2 separate regions of the Anas platyrhynchos genome follow, and region 2 is linked to region 1. The links are chromatin contacts, called in public Hi-C maps. All regions are on one chromosome and are shown on one strand. Each heading gives the region's core, a stretch centred on a gene start, on an enhancer-like site or on the middle of the called end of the contact. The rest is flanking DNA. Distances are from core to core; before and after follow the strand shown.

Region 1 (3,631 bases), core at 783-3,282:
CACCTGTAGAACACTACTGCTGGCATTCTTCCACCATGAAAATCAGCTTTTACTCTTCCTGTTTCCCATCTTTAGCCAGTTACTCCACCTGAGGACCTCCATCCCCGTCACATAACAGCTCGGTTGCTTTAAGGGTGGTTGGCAGTGTGCTTGTTCTTCAAGAGACCTTGTAGACAAGTATTTGGGGTTTCAGCCCTGAATGCAGTCCTGTGAAGTGGAAGCAAACACAGCATCCCTCCCCATCACAGCTCTATCCAGCCTTCGTGGTTTTGTTTTTAAAAAACACTTTAAGGACTTATCTGTCAGTCTTCATTACAGACTGGATGCTCACAGAGAACACAGGTAACGTGCGCCTTCTCTCCAAATGTGAAAAACTGCATTCTAATTAAATTACCTGATACTCAAGCTTTGCAGTACTTCGTGTTTAGAAAGCCTCATAAAAAAAAAAGTACCTCTGGGCAGTGCTACAGTCTCCACACAGAACTGTTTCACAGAACCATTTTCTCAAAAACTCCAATACTTGAGGGTCAGGGAAAAATGTTATTTCCAGCAATTTACTTAGAATTTCGGTATTTTTACTTCATAAGCAGCCGCATGTAACTCTTAAGTGCTGCTTGTATATGTTTCATTTTATGTAAGGCATTGCTCTTTCAGGAACCTATCTCAAAAACAGTTTTTGAGGTGTATTTCAAATTTAAGCATCTATCTTCAAAGGTCAAGCATCTGCACTGCTAATTAACTATATCTTGATTTACTTCAAAGGAGTTTTGAGGCTTGGGAAAGCTTGGAATAATTGTGACATTCAATACAGGCTACAGCTCCTGCTCAGAGAGCTTAGAGTAAGGCTTTGTTGGAGGTCTTATCCCTGTTTTAGGGGAACACTTCCCTTTAGCTAGTGAGAAATTCATTTGAGCATTCTGCTTTTGGCTGTGCTCGCGATTTGCAGCAGAGCTGTGGCAGTACCGACCAGGGATGCTTCAGCTCGAAGAGGCTCGTTCCACAGCTCCAGACTCTGCTGGAGGCAGAGGAGCCCTCCCTCCTTCCCGGAGGTCAGGCACATTTGCTTCTGTGGCCTGGAGAGCAACTTCCTCCTGTGATTACCAGCGTGTGGTCAATCAGCTCTTGTCTGAGAGCAGGACACCCACACATGCAATTATACACACGGTGCAAGCCAGCTGACACCCTCCCTGCTCACTGATGAGGTACAAGCTGCCAGTTTCCCCCACCGCGATTTAAATCACACATTGCAGAAAGACAAAGCGGAAGGATCAGCTTTTAATACCCACTGACAGAAACAGTCCCGGATTTGTGGGCGCAGGTCCAGTCTCTCCCACCACCGCTCACGGCAGCGGCCGCGGGCATCCCCCCGCTGGCTCCCTAGCGCACGTAGTTCTTGGGGAAGAGCTGGAAGAGCTTGCCCTCCTGCGTGGGCTCGAAGCCGTACTTCTGCAGGTCGTTGGGGTCGAAGGCGCCTTCCTTCACGTCCTTCTCGATGCGCGGCGCCACCACCTCGCTGAAGAGCAGCTTGGCCGTCAGCGGCGGCTCGGAGCCCTCGGGGGCGCGGTACGAGACGTAGGGCTTGAGCTTGAAGCCCGCCAGGTCGGGGACGACGAACTGCGGCACCATCTCCTTGACCAGGAGGAACTTCTTGTTGGCGGTCAGCACGCCCGGCCTCTTGGCCCCGCGGCCCTTGTTGTGGCTGCGGGGGCCGCGCTTGCTGGTGAACGGGGACATGCGGTCGGCGCCCCGCACCAGCCCGCGGGCCAGCTGGGCCAGGAGCCCCATGCCGGGCCCCTCAGGAAGCGGCGGGACGGGAGGAGGAGGCGGCGCCGGGCCGAGAGCTGCGGGCTCCGGGCTCTGCCCCCGGCTCCGCCACCGCCGCCTCACCTCACACAACCCGCACCGGCACCCCGCAGCACCGCCCGCTCCCACTGGCCGGAACGGGCTGGCCAATCCGCAGCGCCTATCTTAGCTCTCTCTCGGCGCGGGGCCAATCAGCAGCGAGGAGGCCGGCTGGGCGCTCCCCTCAGCGGCGGGGGCGGGGCCGGGCCTGGCTTCGGCTCCGCTCGGCCCCGTTCGGCTCCGTTCGGCTCCGCTGGCAGCGCGGGGCCGCCCGGGGGCTCCCGGCGGTGCCGGTGCCGGTACCGAGCCCCCCCCCCCGGCTGCCGCCTGCCCGCAGCGCGGCTCCCCGCTCGCTCCCCGCAGTGTGAGGTGCGTGAGCGCGGCGGGGCAGCGGAGCCTTCCCGGGGAGCCGTTGGGGGAGGTGGGCGCCGCGCGGCCCCCGCCCGCGGGTTCGGGGTTTTTGGCCCCAAAATGAGCGCGGGGGGGGGGGGGGCGGTCGTTCTCCCTGCTGAGCTCTGGGCTTCTTCCCTCAGGGCCCCGGCACCGCCAGGCATGGAGGAGGAGGAGGAGGGCAACGGCACCGGCCTGGAGGTACGGCGGGGACGGGGGGTACCGGGGGGTGTCGGGGTCTCTGCCGCTCTCTGTGGCGTTTCCCCGTCACGGCCGTGCTGCGGGCGGCGCTGGCGTTTCAGGGCTTTTCCCCCTCTGGGTTTCACCGTCTGACGCCTCAGGATCCGTGCGGCTCTCGCCGTGCTGTATTTGACCATTTTTCGGTTTATTTTCGCCACAAGCCCTCCGCGCTCTGCGCCGCGCTCCCGGCTGCGGCCCCTCCGTGCCCTCTGCTTGGCCGTCAGTCCCTCAGGGACTCGTTGCTCTTCCCCTGATGCCACACAGGGGCTGCGATGGGAACTGGCCGCTGTTGGATCTAAAAGCCACACACAGCACGCTTGTATGCAGGCAAAAGGCGTTTTCTGGTGAAAATCCAGCATCCAGTCAAGCCATAGGCATGCAGCCAGGTGTGCACAGGGAAGCCTGTTTGGGGGAATTCTGGTTTAAGGTCCTGCTTTCTGCACCCGGGGAGGCTTCGCACCCCTCCCTGCGGGGCACGGCTCGCTGTTTACCTTTGATTGCGATGCAAAGTTCTGGAGCTCCCGCTGGAGCTGCTCCTGTGCCCCGTACTCTGGATGGGTGTGAGCCTTACTGACGTAGCTCCGTGTTTTTATCTACTGTGAAATTTTCATGAAGAAAATAAGAACTAAACCTTGGGAAAAAAGCAGGCAAGTTATTTTCACGACACTACATACCCTTAGCCTATCGCCGCTTCATTTTCCAGTGAAGTGCTGGTCCTCTCAGGGATGTTCCAAACAAGTTTTGTGTCCGAGTGTTGTCTGAAGGCTTCTGAGGACAACGTCAAGTCCTTGAACGCAGGTGCTGGTAGTGGAGGCTCCGTCCTGCAGCCGTGGGATGTTGGGGCTGTGCAGGGCTGGTGATTTAACAATTTCACAGCTGTCCCAGGGGCTGTTTTCCTATGAACAGCTGCTTACATGGCTGTGGTACCTGGGAGGTCAGATCCTGCTTGTTGGCTTTCCCTGCTGTTGCCAAAGGATCGCCAGTGCTTGCAAGTCTCCCCATGCTGCGGGGGGAACGTTGTTCACGCTGGTGGTTGTAATAAACCATACACGAGCCTCTCAGTTTCTCCTGGAGGTCTGAATTTTTTCTTTCCAGTACTGACTTTTTGTACTGTGATGTGAGGGCTCTGCGTGTGCATTTTGGTTTGTCCTGAACTTGT
Region 2 (3,631 bases), core at 701-3,200, 220 kb after region 1:
AACACGGGGCAGAGAACTTCCTGCTGCAGCAGGCTGTGGACTAAACTTTAGTTTTTAAGAGATCTTGATACTTGGGCTTTTTAGATCAGTATTAGAATTGTACTCAGACACAGTTTCAACTGTCTTCTACTACTAAAACTGCACACTTTAGGTTTCTTGCTTCAAGATGTTGCTCAACTCCACAATGACCTTAAGTCAGACTAAATCTTTCTGCTTTTATTCATTTTCTTCTGCTTTTAGCTTGTTTTATATAATTTAGCACTCCAACTTGTGGTGCGTTAGGATACAAGGCTATGCTAGGCTTAGAAAATCTTGTTGCCTGTCCATCTCTCTGTTGTAAAGTTATAACATGGTGGACAACTGTAACAAAAAGTTATAGCAGGGTTATAGTCCCAAAGATCATTTTTACACTCCTATAAACTTGTGGAAATCATTAAGTGGTCAGAGAAGAGATGAAAGCAAGCGCCCCGCAGGCCGAGATGCCAGTAGAAGTTGGTGGGATCTTGTCGTCTGTGTCCATGGAAGAATGCGGTGGATGGGGACGGAGTCCTGCAACTCATGGGCTGGGGAAAGGCAAGGAGTATGATTACAGACAAGAGATGGAAATCCACAGGAAAGGAACTTTGTTACTTGTTTCTATTTGCAGGATGTCTGCATTTCCTCTCCTAACCACCTTGGCTCTTTACCTACTGTGACTTTGTCTTCTAATTTCAATAAACATGAATTTGTTTGTAGGATAGGGGCTTGTGACTTGTATCTCAGGGAAGGTTTCTTTTAGAACCTGTGCTGTTGTTTCTGTAACTTTACAACAAAATTGCTAAGCTGTTACAATTTTTATGTGAGTTGTCCCCTTCACCCTAAACCAGCAGGTCTTGAAGCAGGCAGAGAAATCAGCTCCAGCTTCATCTGAAAACAGCTGCTGCCAGGAAGGCTGGCCAGAAGGCACTGGCCTGAGGAGATAAGAGGATTCAACGCTTATAGTAGTTGTTGCCTTCAAAAAAGAAATGGGAGAAGGGAAAATTTAGGCAACTACCTGGAAAGAGCCTTTTACTCTTTTCAAATGCTGATTGGTGTTTTATTTTAAAAGCTAACTCAGCTGTTACCCTGTCAGCGGAATGAAGCAGTCCCTGCCCAGCAGTTCCAAATGCAGGAAGGGTGAAGGGACTGAGCCATCCCGCAACAGAAATGACAGCGATGCTCAGCCCTTGTGCTGCTGGGCTGCCTCCTGCCCCCTTGCTGCTCTGACATTCCTGCCCTTTCAGTTAACGGTATGGCAGATGCTGCCTCACAGAAAGACAGAAGATGAAATTACATGAAAGTGAAGCAAAAAGAGCGCAGGGCCGACAGTTCTGGCATGGGTTTGTTGTTACCTGCGTGGATTCCTGTGGTCTTCTGGCCGCGTCTGGTTTCCTCCTTTTCCTTTCCCCTCTCCCGAACAGGGTTGGCGAGGGGCCTTTTGCAGGGTTTGGTGGCCCAGAGCCCATTTTCCTCTATTTCCACATCGTGCGGCTTCCCCCACCCCTGCTCAGCCGGGGGCAGCCCAGCAGAGCCCCGAGACCACCCCAACCCTCCTTTCCCCCCTCAGGCCGCGTGCCAGGCCCGTTACCTTGCCGTAGGCCGCCTCTGTCTCGGCGATGCTCCTGTCCAGCTCGCTGCGTGCGGCCAGGTGCCCGGCCAGGCTCTCGTTGGTGCGGGCCAGCCGCTGGCTCAGCGCCCCGAGCCTCGCCTGCAGCCGCCCCCGCTCCGCCTCCTCCTCCCGGATCCGCTCGCTCAGCTCGTCCCGCCGTGCCCGCAGCTCCGCCAGCCCTGCCCGGCCCGGCCCGGCCCGTCAGCCCCCGGCTTGGCACGGCACAGCCCGGCCCCGCTCACCCGCCCGACCCCGCTCACCCTCCAGCAGCGCCGCGTTGTAGCCCTGCAGCGCCGCTCCCGCCTCGCCCATGGCGGCTCCCGGCCCGGCCCCGCCAACGGCCCCGCCGCGCTCCGCCTCTTCCTGAGGTGCGGCCCGCATGGAGCCACCGGCGGCCGCGGGGCTCTCGGCGGCCTGGCACCGGCTCAGCACCGCCCTGGTGCCGCCCGCGGCCCTGGGGCTGGTGAGCGGGGGGCGGCCGGGGGAGGGCCGGGGGCTCGGGGAGCCGCGGGGGGGGGGGGAGCCGCAGCCGCCCTCAGTTTGGGGCCGGGGGAGTTGTGGTGCCTGAGGGGATCCCGGGTCCGCTCCCTGTCCCTCCGCTCTCGGGGCTGGTTTTGTGCTCGCCCTCTCGCCCTGACGAGGTGCCGTGGCCCAAACGCCCTCCGTGGTGGTGGAACAGTGGCCGAACAGATCGCTGCTTCCTCCCCCGGTGCTGCGGCTCTCTGCCGGGTTGCGCCCTGCAGAAGGCAGTTTTGGGGTTTTGTCGCAGGGCCTGGTGTTTTGGGGGGCACAGCACCAGCCTGTGTCTGCTGCAGCGGCCACCGAGGGGACTATGTTTGGGAAATGGGCCTCTGAGGCGGATGCTGGGCTTCCAGCAGTGCTCTGAGACCCCGGCACCCACCGGGTGCTGTTCAGCAGGGCCGGCGTGCGTTTGGTCCCCACTCCTCGGGCCGAGCGGGCTCTTCTGCCACAGATCCACCTACAGAAGTGTGCGTGTGCTTGACGTGCTGTCCCCTCTGCTTTCCAGGCAGCGCCAAGGTCTGATCCTGTGGGGCCGCTGAAGGATGCCGACCTGCGGGCTGCCCTGGAGGTGCTGCGCTGTTACGACCTGCACTCGATCGTGGAAGAGTGGTTCATCGAGGTGTTGCAGACGGACCTCCAGGCGAATATAGCCCCCGAGTTCTGGAACTGCATTGGCCAGTATGAAAACACAGCGGAGGAGCCTCAGTGCTCCTCGCTCCTTCTGGACGCGTTTTGTCTTCTCAAGTGCCGCCTGGACCCCTACCTGAACAGCCTGGAGCTCCTGGAGAGATGGACCAAGGCGGGCTTGCTGCTGGGGACAGGCGCTCAGATGCTGCAGGAGAAGGTCTACACCATGTTCAAAGCTATCCTTTTTTTCTCCACCACAAAGTCCTTCCAAGAAATGATCCAGCAGTTCTATAGCCGCACTTTCCGGATATACATGCGGCAGTGGAAGAAAGGAGAAGAAGGAATGAACGAGTGTGAGAGCAGCATGAGTGAGAACGAGCAAGAGAGTGATACGGAGGAGGGCGGAGGAGAGAGCCAGGTGTGCGCAGGCTGCGGCAGTAAGAGGGAGCAGTGCTGGTGTCCCAAAGCCATGGAGCAGTTTCAGCAGCTCAATGACATTCTGTACGTATGTTATGAGGTGATGCTGTCTCAAGAACAAGCAGATAGTCCAGGGAGGGTGGCAGCAGCAGCTCTTGTATCTGAAAACTGGAGGAGTTGTGCGTGGGGTTATGCAGGCAGTGACATAGTACTGCCTAGGGAACTTCACACAGTTTCTGTGGCTGCTGGCTAGCTGGTGGCTGAACTAGAGCAGATCTTTAGACTGAAGTTCTTTTTACTGGCTGTGGGAATATCGCTGTCTTTTTCTAAGGCCTTCTGTTCCAAATAAGCAAACTTCTCTAAATGAAAAAGCTTCTGGTAGCTAGAAAATAATGCTTCTGAATGAGATGGGACAGCAGTAGTTTCATCTATCATATA

The links. A called contact is a pair of places that touch in the nucleus more often than the background predicts.
Region 2: a contact with region 1 is called in a Hi-C map of small yellow follicle, with 3 times the contacts expected there. The contact joins the promoter of ANAPC2 here to the promoter of PNPLA7 in region 1. A contact is called at or near these places in 4 of 8 Hi-C or Micro-C datasets (liver, skeletal muscle, small yellow follicle and 1 more).

Annotation. Positions count from the first base shown.
Region 1 is chr18:4,358,501-4,362,131 of IASCAAS_PekinDuck_T2T, forward strand. PNPLA7 (patatin like domain 7, lysophospholipase) reads left to right here and starts at 2,033. Exons shown (of 36, transcript XM_038188048.2): 1 at 2,033-2,211; 2 at 2,376-2,433. The coding sequence starts at 2,395. It overlaps MRPL41 (mitochondrial ribosomal protein L41), which reads right to left and starts at 1,933. Exons shown (of 1, transcript XM_027471108.3): 1 at 1,258-1,933. The coding sequence starts at 1,785. The coding sequence ends at 1,378. It overlaps LOC113845479 (a long non-coding RNA gene), which reads right to left. Exons shown (of 3, transcript XR_003501073.3): 1 at 3,147-3,631; 2 at 2,964-3,068; 3 at 2,588-2,874.
Region 2 is chr18:4,579,415-4,583,045 of IASCAAS_PekinDuck_T2T, forward strand. It overlaps ANAPC2 (anaphase promoting complex subunit 2), which reads left to right and starts at 1,951. Exons shown (of 13, transcript XM_027470949.3): 1 at 1,951-2,090; 2 at 2,655-3,277. The coding sequence starts at 2,007. SSNA1 (SS nuclear autoantigen 1) reads right to left here and starts at 2,022. Exons shown (of 4, transcript XR_011804027.1): 1 at 1,888-2,022; 2 at 1,607-1,806; 3 at 1-991.